Linked DNA regions of Gossypium hirsutum: region 2 is linked to region 1. A link is a contact called in public Hi-C data. All regions are on one chromosome and are shown on one strand. Each heading gives the region's core, a stretch centred on a gene start, on an enhancer-like site or on the middle of the called end of the contact. The rest is flanking DNA. Distances are from core to core; before and after follow the strand shown. Region 1 holds the start of LOC107955140 (protein YIPF1 homolog). Region 2 has its middle 25 kb from the start of LOC107955147.

Evidence for each region. A called contact is a pair of places that touch in the nucleus more often than the background predicts.
Region 2: a Hi-C map of leaf shows a contact between it and region 1, with 2.4 times the contacts expected there. The contact joins the enhancer-like site here to the promoter of LOC107955140 in region 1. A contact is called at or near these places in 8 of 34 Hi-C or Micro-C datasets (anther, callus, hypocotyl and 1 more).

Annotation. Positions count from the first base shown.
Region 1 is chrD04:12,093,674-12,100,576 of Gossypium_hirsutum_v2.1, forward strand. LOC107955140 (protein YIPF1 homolog) reads right to left here and starts at 3,214. Exons shown (of 6, transcript XM_041091995.1): 1 at 3,066-3,214; 2 at 1,488-2,481; 3 at 1,300-1,384; 4 at 323-488. The coding sequence starts at 1,544.
Region 2 is chrD04:12,409,028-12,416,700 of Gossypium_hirsutum_v2.1, forward strand. No RefSeq gene overlaps it. Among protein-coding and RNA genes, the nearest start is that of LOC107955147, 25 kb to the left of the region's middle. Within about 2 kb of position 5,429, at least 2 of the 9 cell types and tissues checked have an H3K27ac peak or open chromatin away from gene starts, as enhancers often do. A contact at or near this core is called in leaf, where this site is marked.

The DNA.
Region 1 (6,903 bases), core at 1,964-4,463:
TTCCCTACTAGGTACAATTCATGTCGAAATGAAGAGCCAACTAACTAAACTTTCTAATTTACTAAATTTAGGAACAAGATTAGTGAGTTTATTGGAAATGAAAGAATGCCTAGGCCAATGGATGCTTTTATTGCTTTCAATCCTACTTTTCATCCCAATTTATATCGACTACAGATAATACTCATATGATTTCCTATACTTCTAATACTCCTTCACACTTAATCTTCTCTTCCAGAGGATCACTTTTCATCCCAAGATTAGGCTTCAAAAGCAGTTTTTACATCCACATAAAAGAGTAAGGGGAAAAGAGCGGCAGACTCACAGATCAGGGTTAGCGCCAATCTTGTTGAAAAAGTCTCCACCGGCAGGATAAAAGGAACTTATCAATCTGTTTACGACAACATCTGTATCTACATCAAAATACTGTGTGTATGATGAGATACTAAACACTCCCTTCCAGTTGTTTTGTGATTGTTGTTCAAATCCTTCTGCATATGATAGACAAAGGGATCGTTAAACTCTAAGGTGCCTCAGTAGCACTAAAAAAAAGCGTTACATATTACCATCAGTGAGTGGCATCTAACTATAACACCAGTAAGGCAGTACTTTAGCTGCTATAGCCTTTGAATTTTAGAACATGGAAGCAAAATCAGTAGTCTACACTCTAAATTCCTTAGTTTGAAGAGTCATACACAAAAAAATAAAATAAAAAAAGAAATACTCCAGGAAAGTTAAAAAATATTAACAGAACCACGAAAAGGATATATGCATCAAATAAAGGATTTTAATTGGGCACCTCCCTTCTATGTAAAGAAATTTGTGATTACGAAAATAACAGGTAACTACTCCAGAATGCAAATACAAACATAACAGTTAGCGCTATAGTCTATTCTTTCAAACATAAACGGCATCGGAAGTTTCATTCTTCCTCACTAAATTACCCTAACTTTAAATAAGAAAACCACTCAATTCAACGCCAAATCTTCCATGTCTCAACTCTAGATATCATGATTATTGAAAGTTCCTCTCCCCAGTTATTTTCCATTTGGGAAATAATAAAACTAAACAACTCTCTTAAGACATTAGTTATTTCAAATATGGAAAAAAAATCAGAGATAAATTTAAGTTATTTCTTATAGGGCAAGGAAATCAAATAAAAGATATATAAGGATTTTTTTTTAAAAAGGAGGAAAAATCACGTTTCAGAGTACCAAAAATGAAAGATTGATACATTTAACTAATTTTCTTTTTCTTATAGGGCAAGAAAATTAATTAAAAGAAATAAAAAATAATATATACCGGTCGGAGGTCCAAGAGTTTGATAACCTCGGACACCACCTCCTCTTCTGCCATACGAGGCTTCACTTTCTTCATTAACAACAGCCTAGGATTCGAATAACAATGTTCAAATAACATTCTAAACTAATTTACATAAGAATGCCGATCTTGATAAATTAATTCAAAAGAAAGAAAATTAAGAAGCTTACGGGGACTGAGCCGAGTAAATGACTAGAAGGAAGATTCCAATACGACGATTCATCCATTGAAAGTAAGAGATCGAACTAAGAGTTTAACAAAAAAGAGATTTGGTTTTTCTTTTGGAAAGTGGAAATTAGTTAAAAGGAGAAAAGTTCCGATGAGTTTTCCTTGCCGTAGTTTAGAAGCAACGGAGACGACGAGGGAAAGAAATACTTTGACTAAACCGTCAACTACTTATAGCTCTAACTTTCTTGGGACGCGCCATTTATAAGCGCTGCGTTTCACGCGCTTCCTTGCCTTTTTAATTTTTCCAGCTACGTTCACATGATTAGTCTTTCACTTTTGGATTATTGATGGGTCTACCTGGCTCCAGTTTTTATACTTTAATTGACGGCTCATGTATTCATGGGATGGTTTGGGTTCAACCCCTATGAATGAATACCTTATTTTTATTATTCTAACAATATTAAATAAAATTTTATTATTAAAATAGTATTTCCATTTGCTATATTTCAAATAAAAATACTTGTATTTCACTAGTAAAATTCTTTTAAAAATCTTAGATTGAAAAAATGTGCATTTAAATGCCATTGAATCTATGTTCTTTTAATTACTAAGCTATAACTCAATCAACTTGTCTTCGTTTATGTTAAATGACTTGATGCATGTACCTAAAATTCACACAAAAAGTCTCCTTAACTAGAATTTACATTTTCAACAATGCCAACTATATTCAAACTTAGAATCATGGAGTTGAATTAATTTCTTATGAAGTACTTAGATTTAGAATGATATCTTTAGAAGAACGTGAATCACTTGACTTATAAATTTGGACTTTTCTTTTCTCCCAGATTCATTAGCAATAGGCCAGGCAATCGGATTTATACAACCAACATTGCTTTCTGGGGTCGCCCATGCAGCACCAACAGTTAACTTGAGGGCTACATTCAAAGTGCAACAGACATGGTCCAAGGTTAATGTTCGCATTAAGCAATCTCTTACCTGTTTTTACACAAAATAAAATAAAATAAAATAAATATAGTATTTAATATTTGATATATTCACAGCATATTTTTTTTTATAAAATTATCACAAGTCTCTTATATATATAAATATTTTACTATATTCTTACAGGAGACTTATCAATTTATTGACTCTGGTTCTGAAGTTAAAAACTCTACTGATAGTATATCAAAATTTTAAAAAATACTATGTTTAATAAAATTAAGTATTAAGTATTAAATATTAAAAACATTTAGTTTATTCCTTAAAAGAAATATTTAGTTTATAAATTTACTTTTATATCATAATAATATATTCAAAATAATTTTGGATAAAACTTTAAAAAAAATAATTTCCTTTCTTAGTTCAAACATATAAATTTAAATAAAACTATCTAAATATATTTTATCCTATGTACTTATTAACTCCATTCAACAAACCATGATTTTCGAATTTTATATTAAATAAAAAACTATTTAATACTTAAACACTTTCAAAAATTAAATTACAACTTTTCTCCAATACATTATGAAATGCGCTGAAATTTTAAATCAATAATGGAAATGATTAATTGGTCGACTTACCTTCTACAACCAATACAAGGAAAGCCAAAGCAAATAAAACAAGAGCAGAATGACCAGCCACGAACTTGGAATTTCTCATGATATAGAATATTAATGAAGAGTTTCCGTTTTGAATCTAGGATTGCAACAACTTCTAAGATTGATAGGTTTATATAGGAATTCATTGTTAACACTTAACAGTATCCCCTCAATTTGTGTATGTAAATATTGTGTGTTTAAAAATATAGTTGTGTTGTTATAGTAATTTGTAGGTTGTAAGTTTAAGTATGATGAATTGCATAATAACATTTTATTTTAAGGTTTTAGAGATTATGTATAGTTTAAAAATTCTATAAAAAAGTATTATATAATAACACAATAATTGGGAATAATTTGTTACTATGGTTCACATCATGTGTAGTGCGGAGAGCCATTGGAGTTGGTGGCTTTTGAGGGTCTCATTTGAAGACATTTTTGAGAGAGATTGGATAAAGTATTGTCACTCTTGTGATGGAGATAGATTTTATAGAGGAATTTTGGTATGGGTCCCAATGAAATGATATCTGGTGACTACGAGTATGAGTGCTTCATTAGAATGATGGGGTGACTCACATTCTAATGAAACTCTGATGCCCATATAACCACCTTATATATTAGGATATCATTTCAGTGGGAACCACATCAAAACTCTTCCTCTATAAAAGTTCTCTTTATCATAAAAAAAAAAGAAAAAGAAAAAGAAGAGAGGTTCCAAGATATATGCCAAAGCATTCCTAATCTCTCCAAGCTCATGGGACCCTTCAAAATCACTAACTTAAGTGGCTTTTCGCACCAAATGGAGTATGAACAACCATTGCAAATGCTCTCAAATTTTGTGTAATAATAGTTGGTGTCATATGTGGGAACTAAGCAAAAGATCATGTCTCTTCCATGAGTAAGAATCCATGGCTTAATTCCCTCAAGCTTTTTATCTTTCTTCATTTATATATCTCTTGAAGCTTTTAGTAGTGTGGGGTCTCTTGAAGTTGTTGTCTAATTTGGGTTTCTTGAAGTTTTTAACTTAAGGGGGCAATGCAAATATTTCCTTCAAATACATCAAAAAAAGTACTACTTATACTCCTAAGAGAGGGTTAACATGGGGCTAATAGGAAGCCTTTTTCCAACACCTAAGGGTTACTCGTTTGCATACTAAGGGTCCCTTCACTAGCACACTAGGGGAGCCATTTGCTAGCACACCAAAGGGGCTACTCCCCTACACATAAGGGGGCCCTACGTTAGTACACCAGGGGATCCCTCGCTCGCAGACTAGAAAGCCTTTGGTTAGAGGAGGCCCTTCATTTAAAAGGGAACTCCCATGGTTAGGAAGGGATAAGAACTAACTATGACATTCGTATATACATTCAAGTTTGCAAAAGAAGAAAAAAAATCAAAAACCACTCCTCTAGAACTCTCAAAATTTATATAAGATAATTACTCTTATACTTAAAAAAAATATTATGAGAAATTACTTTTACGAATTCCTATTTTAGTACTCCATTAACATTTTTACAATATTGAAATATAAAAACAAATGTCCTAATTTTTAGTTAATTAAAGCTTTTGATTGTGTACACATTAAAAAAAGAAGAAGCTTTTGATTGGGTTACAAGTTAAGTGTGATAAACTCAATTAAAGAAACAGACAAAACACAAAATTTTAAATCTATGTCTATCTATACTATATATAAAGTTTCTAATTGCATGGATTACGAGCCAAGTGACACTAGAGGTGCTCATGGGCCGGGTGGCCCGGCCCGACCCGACGGCCCGCCCGAAATATGGGAGGGTTTGGGTAAAAATATAGGCCTGAAATATGGGCTTGGGCAAAAAAATGAGGCCCGTTTAAAAAACGGGCTGAGCCTCGGGCACCACTTTTTTGGCCCGGGCCCTGCCCGAATATAATAATTATATATATATTTTTTATTTTTTTAATTTTAAAATATTTTTAAAATACTTTTTTTTTAAATTTTTTTTATTTTTAAAATAAATTTTTAGTGTTTTATTAAAAAATGGGCCGGGCTTGGGCTTAGGAATTTTTTCCCGGGCTGGGCCTGGATAAAATATCAGGCCCATATTTCGGGCCGGGCCGGGCCCGGGGCCTAGGATGCGGGCCGAAATTTTTTCTGGCCCCGGCCCGAACCCAGCCCTGCCCATGAGCACCTCTAAGTGACACTAACACTACAAGTGTCATGCCTCAAAATATAGAGGGTTAATTGAAATAAATAATCAAGAAATTGAATAGGCTTGATGGTTAAGTAGTTAGTGCATTATTTAGAGACCCTAGGTTTAAGCCACTCTTCTCTCATTTCTTTTCTTTTTAATTTCAACAAATTAGGACAAAAACACACCAAATCAAATATTATTTGGAGTAAAAATTAAACAAGAAATAAACGTTAGCCTAATAGTAATACGCTTTTTTTGCCCCTTACATAACCAGGTTTGAGCCACCCAAGTCTTTTTCATTTTATTTTCGGTAGACTAGGGGAAATTACCATGCAACCTTTTAAGATTTGAAAACCCTAGCTATTTAGTCCAATTTTCCCAATTAGATAAGGATTTTTCTTTCTTTTAAACCCCGATCAAAGTTCTATTTTCTTTCCCCATTTCTTCCCATCTTTTTCATTCTCTTCTTTGCATAAAAAATTTTCTTACCATTGCTGAAATTATTTCTGTTTCCTGAATTAAAATTTATTCCCAATTCAAGTTGTTTTTCAACTCAATTCGTAATTGTCATTAGAAACATTCCTCATCTTTGCCAAGAAGCGGTAAGTACGTCTCAATTCTGATGTTTGATCTCAAATCTTTATAGAATTTCTATCCAATACTAATCTTATGATCGATTAAACGATCTTTCACGATTCTTTCCAAAGATATTCTCACATATCAAAAATGGGGTTAGTAGAATCAGGGTTTACGAACCAAGTCAGTGGTCACTATTAGAATTTTAAGTTTTTTCCTTGCATTTCAGGGACAAGAATGAGCCTATTGGTTTAGTGGTAACGCTTTAGCTTACCTAGAGGTCTCATGTTTGAATCTTTATACGTGCAAAGTAAAAATATTTTTGCTACTCCCTTAGTCTGTGCCGCCCATGTTGTCAGATTTTTGGTCTAATTCAAACTTCAAGTTAATTGATAGAATTAGTAACTAAAAATTGAATAGGTGAGATTTTTATTGTGTTAAATTTTCAAAATTTGAAACATTATCCCCTAAAATTACTTCTAGTGTTGTCCTTCTCTCCTCCACTTTTCCAATTTCGATTTTGTTTCATTTTTTTTATTATAACCCTTTTTTTGTTGCCATTTTCTCTATTATTTCTTTTTTGCTTCTTTAATTTTTTTCTTTGCTATGCTGTTTATTATATACTAAAATTCTAGCAATCTTGTGTCGTCTCTTCCTATGCGTACGCCATTGATGTTGCTATTCCTCAAAAGTCTCATTTTCTTCTTTTACATCTTCGTTCAACACAGATCCGAAGCAGGTGAAGTGTGAGTGCTATTGTTTCTGAGTTTTAATCAGTTTTCTTCAATTCTTTTATTCCGTTGTGTTTGAAACCCTCTTAGTTCTGGTGTATTTGTGTAATTAAGTTTCAGATTCATATAGTAGAGGTGAACCGGTCGATTGTTAGTGCTGTAGAATCGTGTTTCTAGGTGAGTGTCTTAAACACTTGCAATCAGTGGATGTTTCTGTGCTTTAACCTTGTGATTTGTAGCAAAATTGAGTGTGATTTTGGACCACATGGTCATCTAACACGGGCGTGTGCCACACACGGGTGGTTTACACAACTATGTGCCATTATAGGTGTTAGGGTTACTTCTTGAATA
Region 2 (7,673 bases), core at 4,179-6,678, 320 kb after region 1:
CTTAAATATTTTTAATCCCATATTTTTTTTACCCTCAAACTCGATTCCCACAATTTATGGTATTTTTTTAAAATTAGCTTACTGCTGCTGTCCAAACAGCAAGCAATATCGGCCTTCGTCGAATCCCTTATTTTTGTGTTTTGGGTACACACCTGGTATCGGTTGATGCTAAAACGATCCCCGAGCACTCCAAAACCTATAATTGACCAATTCCACTCAATTTATCACTTAATTGATCGAACTAAATCTAAATTTGAAACGAGAAACCATCCCTTAAGCGATGGAAAGCTTACCCCAGCACCTCGAAATAGTTGGTTACGCAATAGCACGATGAAACCCTTAATCTACGTGAGATGCTGCTGCCAAATGTCACAAACCCCTGAATCAAAGTTGGAATAAAATCGTAAGTTAAATAGAGCAAAAACTCTACTTACCAGAACGTGCGATGAAAATTGACCCAATGAAACGAAGGTGTGGTAGCCAACAAAAGAGACGGAAACAGAAAGAATAATAGAAAGAAAAAATTTGGGTTTGCCAACAGAAAAACAAAAAGGTGAAGAAGAAAGGGAGAAGAGAAGGTGTTAGAAAGGTGGGGAGTTTTCAAAAAATCAAAATTTTACAAAAAAGAAACAATAATGCTCAAAAAATATAATAACCCCAAAATCCACTCCCCTAAATTCTCTCTACCAAACTTCTATTACTCAGATTTCCAATACAACTCAAACTCTCCAACTGACGAGCAAATAAAAATATATTTGTCCTTACACTCACGCAGGGATTCAAACTCTTGACCTTCTGCCAACCAACACTCTCCTTAACCACCAGACCAGTAGGCCCATTTTGGTAAGTACTTGCAAACTTTTAATTAAAAGTCTACTAGTCAGAAATAGGGGTTAAGTCAGAAAACACTAGAATTTGCCAAAGTTAGGGCTTGAACTCAATACCTCCTAGACTCACCCAGAGCACTTAACCATAAATGCCGATACACAATTGTGTCACATTTTCACAATAACAAAAATAAGAATTTTGGGGCGTTACAAGAAATATAAAGCGAAGCATGTAATGCATGGAACAATATGTCTATTGAAAATTATAGTACCTGTGAGGAAGAAGTTGGAGTTCTGGGCGATAAGAAAATATATTGCTCACACACATGTGTTGTTGCAGGTATGTGTTATGATTAACAGCCTCAACTCTATTCTGACCTTTATTCGACATTGTATTACGTATGATGAGATTCTTGTGTTTTTGCAGGCATGTCGAACGATTATCCAGAATTGGATCTAGACATGATATCTTACTTTATATTACCTATGGTGAGAGCGAGTCCTACGATTCTGGTCTTAATTTCGATTGCACACATTCGTAGCGAGTGTGATCATACTGTTTCGTATCATAAAGCATGATTGGAAAAATTAAAGGCGTTGGAGAAGATGATAGCGGGTGGGAGAAATCATAGAATAATTTGTGGCAATGGTGTCAGGTACTGGAATGGTACGTACTAGGTTTTGTAACCAATATGCAAACAGAGCTTGTGTATTACTGTGATCACTTGGTCCATGGAAAAAGAGCTTTCCATCATTTTCTTTAGACTTTCAAGCAATGCATAACAACATTCCAATATTATAAGCCACTTGTACAAATTGACGACACATTCATATACAGGAGATATCAACATTGGTTGTTATTGGTTGTTGTATAAGATAATAATAAAAAAAATCCTACCAATAACTCAATATTTCTATAGATTCAATGGACTTTGATGTTTACAACCACAAAGGAAATGAGTAGGAATATTTCTATTCAAAATGGAAACAAATTGATGGTTTCTTCATTCCTAACTCTCTTGAAATAGAGGGTGATGAGAATCTTGAGAAGCTCGATGACTTAGAGCAAATTCTAAGGAAAGTGGAGCCAACAGAAGAGGTCCTTGCCAAGGCTATTAGGCATCACTCAAAGGGAGAGGGCTAGTTTCTTTATTTTTTACCCCATCTTTTCTTTTATTTTCTTTCACCTTGTATAACATATCTTTTTTTTAATTAAGTGATCCTTTACCCTTCTCTTATCTTTTCGTTCTTCTTCAATACTCTTCATTAAGCCATTATTAACTCATCAATCTTACAAATAAGAAAATTTTTAACATACCTAAGGAACTCTACTAGGTCCGGCACATTATGCATACATGGCTTATTTATCATCGTGATTTGAGAACTAGCTAAATCAGATTTGGATCTTATGTGTTACATCTCTATTACAGACTTACACTCAACTATTCATACATATCTTCAACATTTACAACCTAGTGGATATGGTTTTAAAATAAAAATTACAAATGAGTATACAACAAACAACTACAATCATTATATGAAGGGTTGCAGTTGTTAGGACTTGTGGACAAATCTCTGAACATGATTACATTATTTCTATTTATTACAACAGACTCGACCATGCCTGCCCAAACCTACTTTGCATGCATAATAGCCCACTTCACCATTCTTTTGGTGTAGCCCTAGCATCGTCCCTTCTGGCACAGGCCTTAATCAACTTACTTGTGACATAAAACACTAAGGTAAGTTCATGAGAACTTAGTGAAATGAACTCCATTTACCTGTATCATCTCATTACAATTCATTTGGTAATTTCATTATCATCTCATTGTTCCTCATTCTTTAACTTGACTTTGGCGAGTATCTTTCTTCTTCATACAATAGACGTCATACCTTGCTTTATGACTACTCCTAACCCTTAGCATCTTCAAAACCTTATGTTTTTCACCCAGCCTTTTCATGATTTCCTTAATTGTTCCCATTCTAGAACCCATACCTATAAAACACTGTTGATCGAGTTATTCTTCTAGTCTACTTGGTCATACTATGAATTCACTACATTCCCTAGCATGTTCTATCTTCTCTGGACATATCTTAAGACTATGCAGGATATACCACAACATTTCCTACGGAACTGTTTCTTCAGAGTTCGCTATACGTACTATTCCTTCAAAGTTCATCATATGTACTATTCCTTCAGATTTGCCATACGTACTATTTGTTCAAAGTTTTTCATACTTACCATTTTTTAGAGTTAGCCTTACATATCATTCTTTCAGGGTTTGTCATACTTGTCATTTCTCTCTTTCAAGGTCTGTGACAAAAGCGTTTCCTTTAGATGATTTCCATAAGGGCCTTCCTTTAAAAGGCGCCATGAAGGCGTTCCTTTCCATAGATCGTTACAAAGGTTTCCATTTCATAGATTGCTACAAACGCTTCCATTTTATGTTGTGTTCACGATAGGGATTCGCTTAGACTCACATTATGTGAGGTTTGCCCCTAATTGTCTTGGATCACGTAGAGAACTCCATTAGGTGATAACCTTCATTTAGTTCTTTCCATATGATGCCATAACCTACCAGTTATGGTCTTATACAATATGGTCTTTCCATATGACGCCATAGCCCACCAGCTATGGTCTTACACAGTATTGTTCCATGGACTTTTCCTTTCAAAGAATCGTGTTTAAAGTCTCAACAGACTCTTTTAGATGACTCCGTTGAGACAGACAAAAACTCACTTAACAATTATTTCATGCTTTGATTCCATACATAAGTTAACATACATTTCATTTCATATCATCTCATGCATTCCAAAAGTACTCATATAGTTTCATTTCATCATTAGAACAACTGTCTCATGCTTAACCTATCAGTTTCTTCATGAACTATACATGCACGACTCATTTAGCGTTCACAATCTGGCCATTTTCTATAGAAACATCACAATTAATACCTTACATGTGAAAGTTAACTTAGGGATTCACCTGTCAAGAATGTATAGTAGGTTGAGCTCTAGATCCAAGATCCTTTTAGGAGTTACAGTAACCACTGCCTCTTAAAACAAAAGAACACCATAAAAATTCATTCGGATAACTTTTCCATCATCTTAAATACAAATAACCTATAAACAAAGCCTTACTTTTTTAGGCATTCATGTAGATCTACTTTTCAGAGTCATAAAACTCACCTCGACATGGACAAATTTATAGAAGAATCTAGAGGTTAGGATCTAGCTTAAAGAAAAATGCTTCTCCTTTCCTCCAGCCATAGGTTTTAATATTTCTAAAAGAGAAGAGAACTCCCTTTATTTCAACTTGAAGACCTATTAAAATAGTCCAAAGTCTTTATTGGAACTTGATAAATGTCACATCACCACTGACTTATCTTATCAAGGGTCTACAAATTCTGAGGAAACTAATTCTGTACTTTCCCTTTCTCTTTTAAATATCATGGTTCTCGTTCGGTTAGTTCCTAACCAACTTACGTTATAACTTAAATTGTACAGTATCATGGGGAAAATGGTATACTACTTCTAACGTGGGCTTATACCTTCAGTATCTATTTACCTGACCACATTATTCTTCTATCAATTCACAATTATCTAGCGTGGAACTCTTAACATCTTGAACATACAATTGTGTCTGCCCCCATAATGCTTCAAAAAGAGCACTTGGGCAGTTACAAATTCGCCAATTGTACTTTTCAAAGGCTACGCAGGACTTTGTGCCAGCAAGAACTGAGGCGTTATAGGCTTGCTCAAAGAATTCTTATACTTATTCAACTTCTTATACTTTACACACACTCAAAACTTACTATTTATGCCTTCCTTCCATAAACATCGTTTGAACACTAGGGTTTCATCGGGTAGGATGCTGCATAATAAGCTAGCGGACATATATAATTAGGGCTCAAATAATTTATAATTAAATTTTAATTTTTCACCTATTAATTATAAACTTACTTAGTAATAAATTCATTCCATTATAATATCGTGATTGAGCTCTCCCCAGTTACATACCATTACAAAAGCTACTCAATAAGTGCTCATCCAATGACCTTGTCATAAGTGTGTTACCCTCATAAGATATCATTAATCTCTTTGGGATAAATTCATTCTCCCAATATGATCCTATTTTATCTCATAGTAGCCATTTATAGTTTACCCAAAAGTAGTTGTAATCATTTAAATTTGTCACAAGTACTTACAATTGTAATTTTATAAATATTATCACAAAAAATAAATAATTGTACCAACTTAACAATAATTACAAATGCAATAGTCTTAATTAGTATAGAGTGATAATTAAAAATTTTGTTAAACACTCATTTGACACGAATTCAAACCATGTTATCCTTATCTCCATCCGTATAATATATAAAAGAAAACATGTTAGGCCTTTAAATTTAAATCTTGTAAATTATAAAGACTAAATTTATAACTTTACTGACTATTTCCTTTTCAACCACAACTGCGTTTTTCTTGTAGTTAAAACCCAGGTGATAGCATGGGCTAGCTAATAGCAACCAACCATTCTTGTGGGTAGTTAGGCCTGGACCAATCCATGGTTTAGAATGGCTTCAACCACTGCTAAATGGTTTCTGGAAACATTGAGTGGTAGCCTAGGAGGGTACATATGGTTTAATGGGCTCCTCAAGACAAGCCTTAGCTCATCCAGCTTGGTAGCTTTTTGGACTCACAAATCACAAGTCCCGCCTTTAACTTGGAATGCTACACCAACACAATAAATACAAATAAATTTAGAAAAAAAAAGAAAGATAATACAAATATGAAAGAAATTATATGAAAACCATAAATTTTATATAAAGAAAATATCTTTTTTGAAAATTTATATAAATATAACATTTTAAACATGATTATAATATACAAATTAATATGCACCATGTTCTATATTATTATAATTTGAGAGTACAAGTGAAAGGGGTCATAATTAAGGACGGAACCAAGATAAAATATCAAGGAGTGGCCAAGCATAGTAGTTTGTACTATTTTAATACTAAATAATTTAAGTTTTATTCTGATAAAAAATTTTGATTTGATTAATACAACTTGTATTGATGCGTATCAATTCGTACTATTTGATATAGGATTTTAATATTTTATTTTTAAATATTTTTAAATATTTTATAAGTTTGGATAAAAAAGAATTATAAATAACCCTAAAATATATGTAAAAATTAAATAATATCCCTATGAATTAATTGAACAGCACACAATCTTATGAGAATCACCAACCACACTACTGATTTTCACAATCACAAACAAAAGAAAGAAGAGTAATTTTAAAATATACAAAAAATTGTTGAGGTATACCTTTTTGTGAAGAAAAGTTCCAAATCTCTTGAACCAATCTTTAGAAATTGCTAAATATATTGCTTTAATATCATGAAAAATTAATTTCTTTTTAGAAACATATTTGAAATAATTTAAAAATAAGAAAAAAAAAACTCTAAACTTACAAACCCAAAAGAAAAAAAAACTCACAAACTTACGGTATGAAAATTTAACAACAAAATGGTGTGATGTGAATAGTGAATTAGTGGTTTGTTAAAAGATAGCTAAAAAATTATTGAACACAATTCAATCATCAGATTTCATGTTTCATTCATGTAGATCACATATGTTAAGTTTGGAGTAAATTAAATATTTAATTATTTGTTTTATGTAAAAATTTTGAAACTTTGAATATATATTAATATAAACATTATTTTAGATCGATATGATAAAGATATCAGATTGATTCAAATATTTACAAGTATGACAAATACAATTATATTGATAAATTCAATAATTGGATTGTTAAAATATTAGTTATAATAAAAGTTACAAAGTGCATCCCTCCCTTTTATATATATATATCCGTGAATAAGCACTTGCTCTTAACAATTAAGTAAAAGACACTTACCCCTATCAAGTTTAATGTAAAATTATCCCTATAGTTTCAAGAATATCTACTTATCTCTCTCAAGTTTGAAAAAAAATCCCACAAACCCCTTTAAAATCTATTTACTAAGCAAACCTTAAATAAAAAAAGACAATTATCTCTTTTTATTATTCATCAATTCATTTTCTATTTGATTTATTCATTTCTCTTTTAATTAAAAAATAACGAAATTTTAATTACATATGAAATCCTACAAAATGAAATATATTTGACTTCTTTCATTAAAAAATTATATTCAACTTCAACTAAAAGTAAATATTTTAAATTTATATTTAATTTAATTATATATTAATCTTGATACATTCATTAAATTATTTTATGTAAAATTAATTAGTTACCATTATTAAAAAAAATTTCATGGAAATTTTATTAAAATATAAAAGTAAAAAATTATCTCAAGATTAATATTATAATTAAATAATTAACATGTATTTGTATAGAAAAATCATTAAATAAGAAACAAACCGTAAAAGAGATGACAATAAAATAAAATAAAATTATAACTTTTATCTCAAGTGATAGTCTAGTTACCTATAAGTGTCTTATAGCATATTGGGCACATATTTATATCCCACCAAGAGTAAATGTTGAGATTTCTTTAGTGGGTGACCATGTATATCCGCGTGGTTCATTTTATTAAGCACCCAACAAAGCGTCCTCACACTATGAACCTTCTACCTCTTTAGGCACCTATGCTTTCATTAGAGTCAAAAGAAAAAAAAAACCCACCAAAGATATTATCAACAAGTTGAAGGGTTCATTGGCTCCCGATGGACAAAACTTTGCAGACTTCTGACAATGGAATCAACTTCCCTCAACAAGGCCTTAGCTTAATTGGATGGTTAAGGTCTTGGGAACTTTAAGATCCCAAGTTCAAGTCC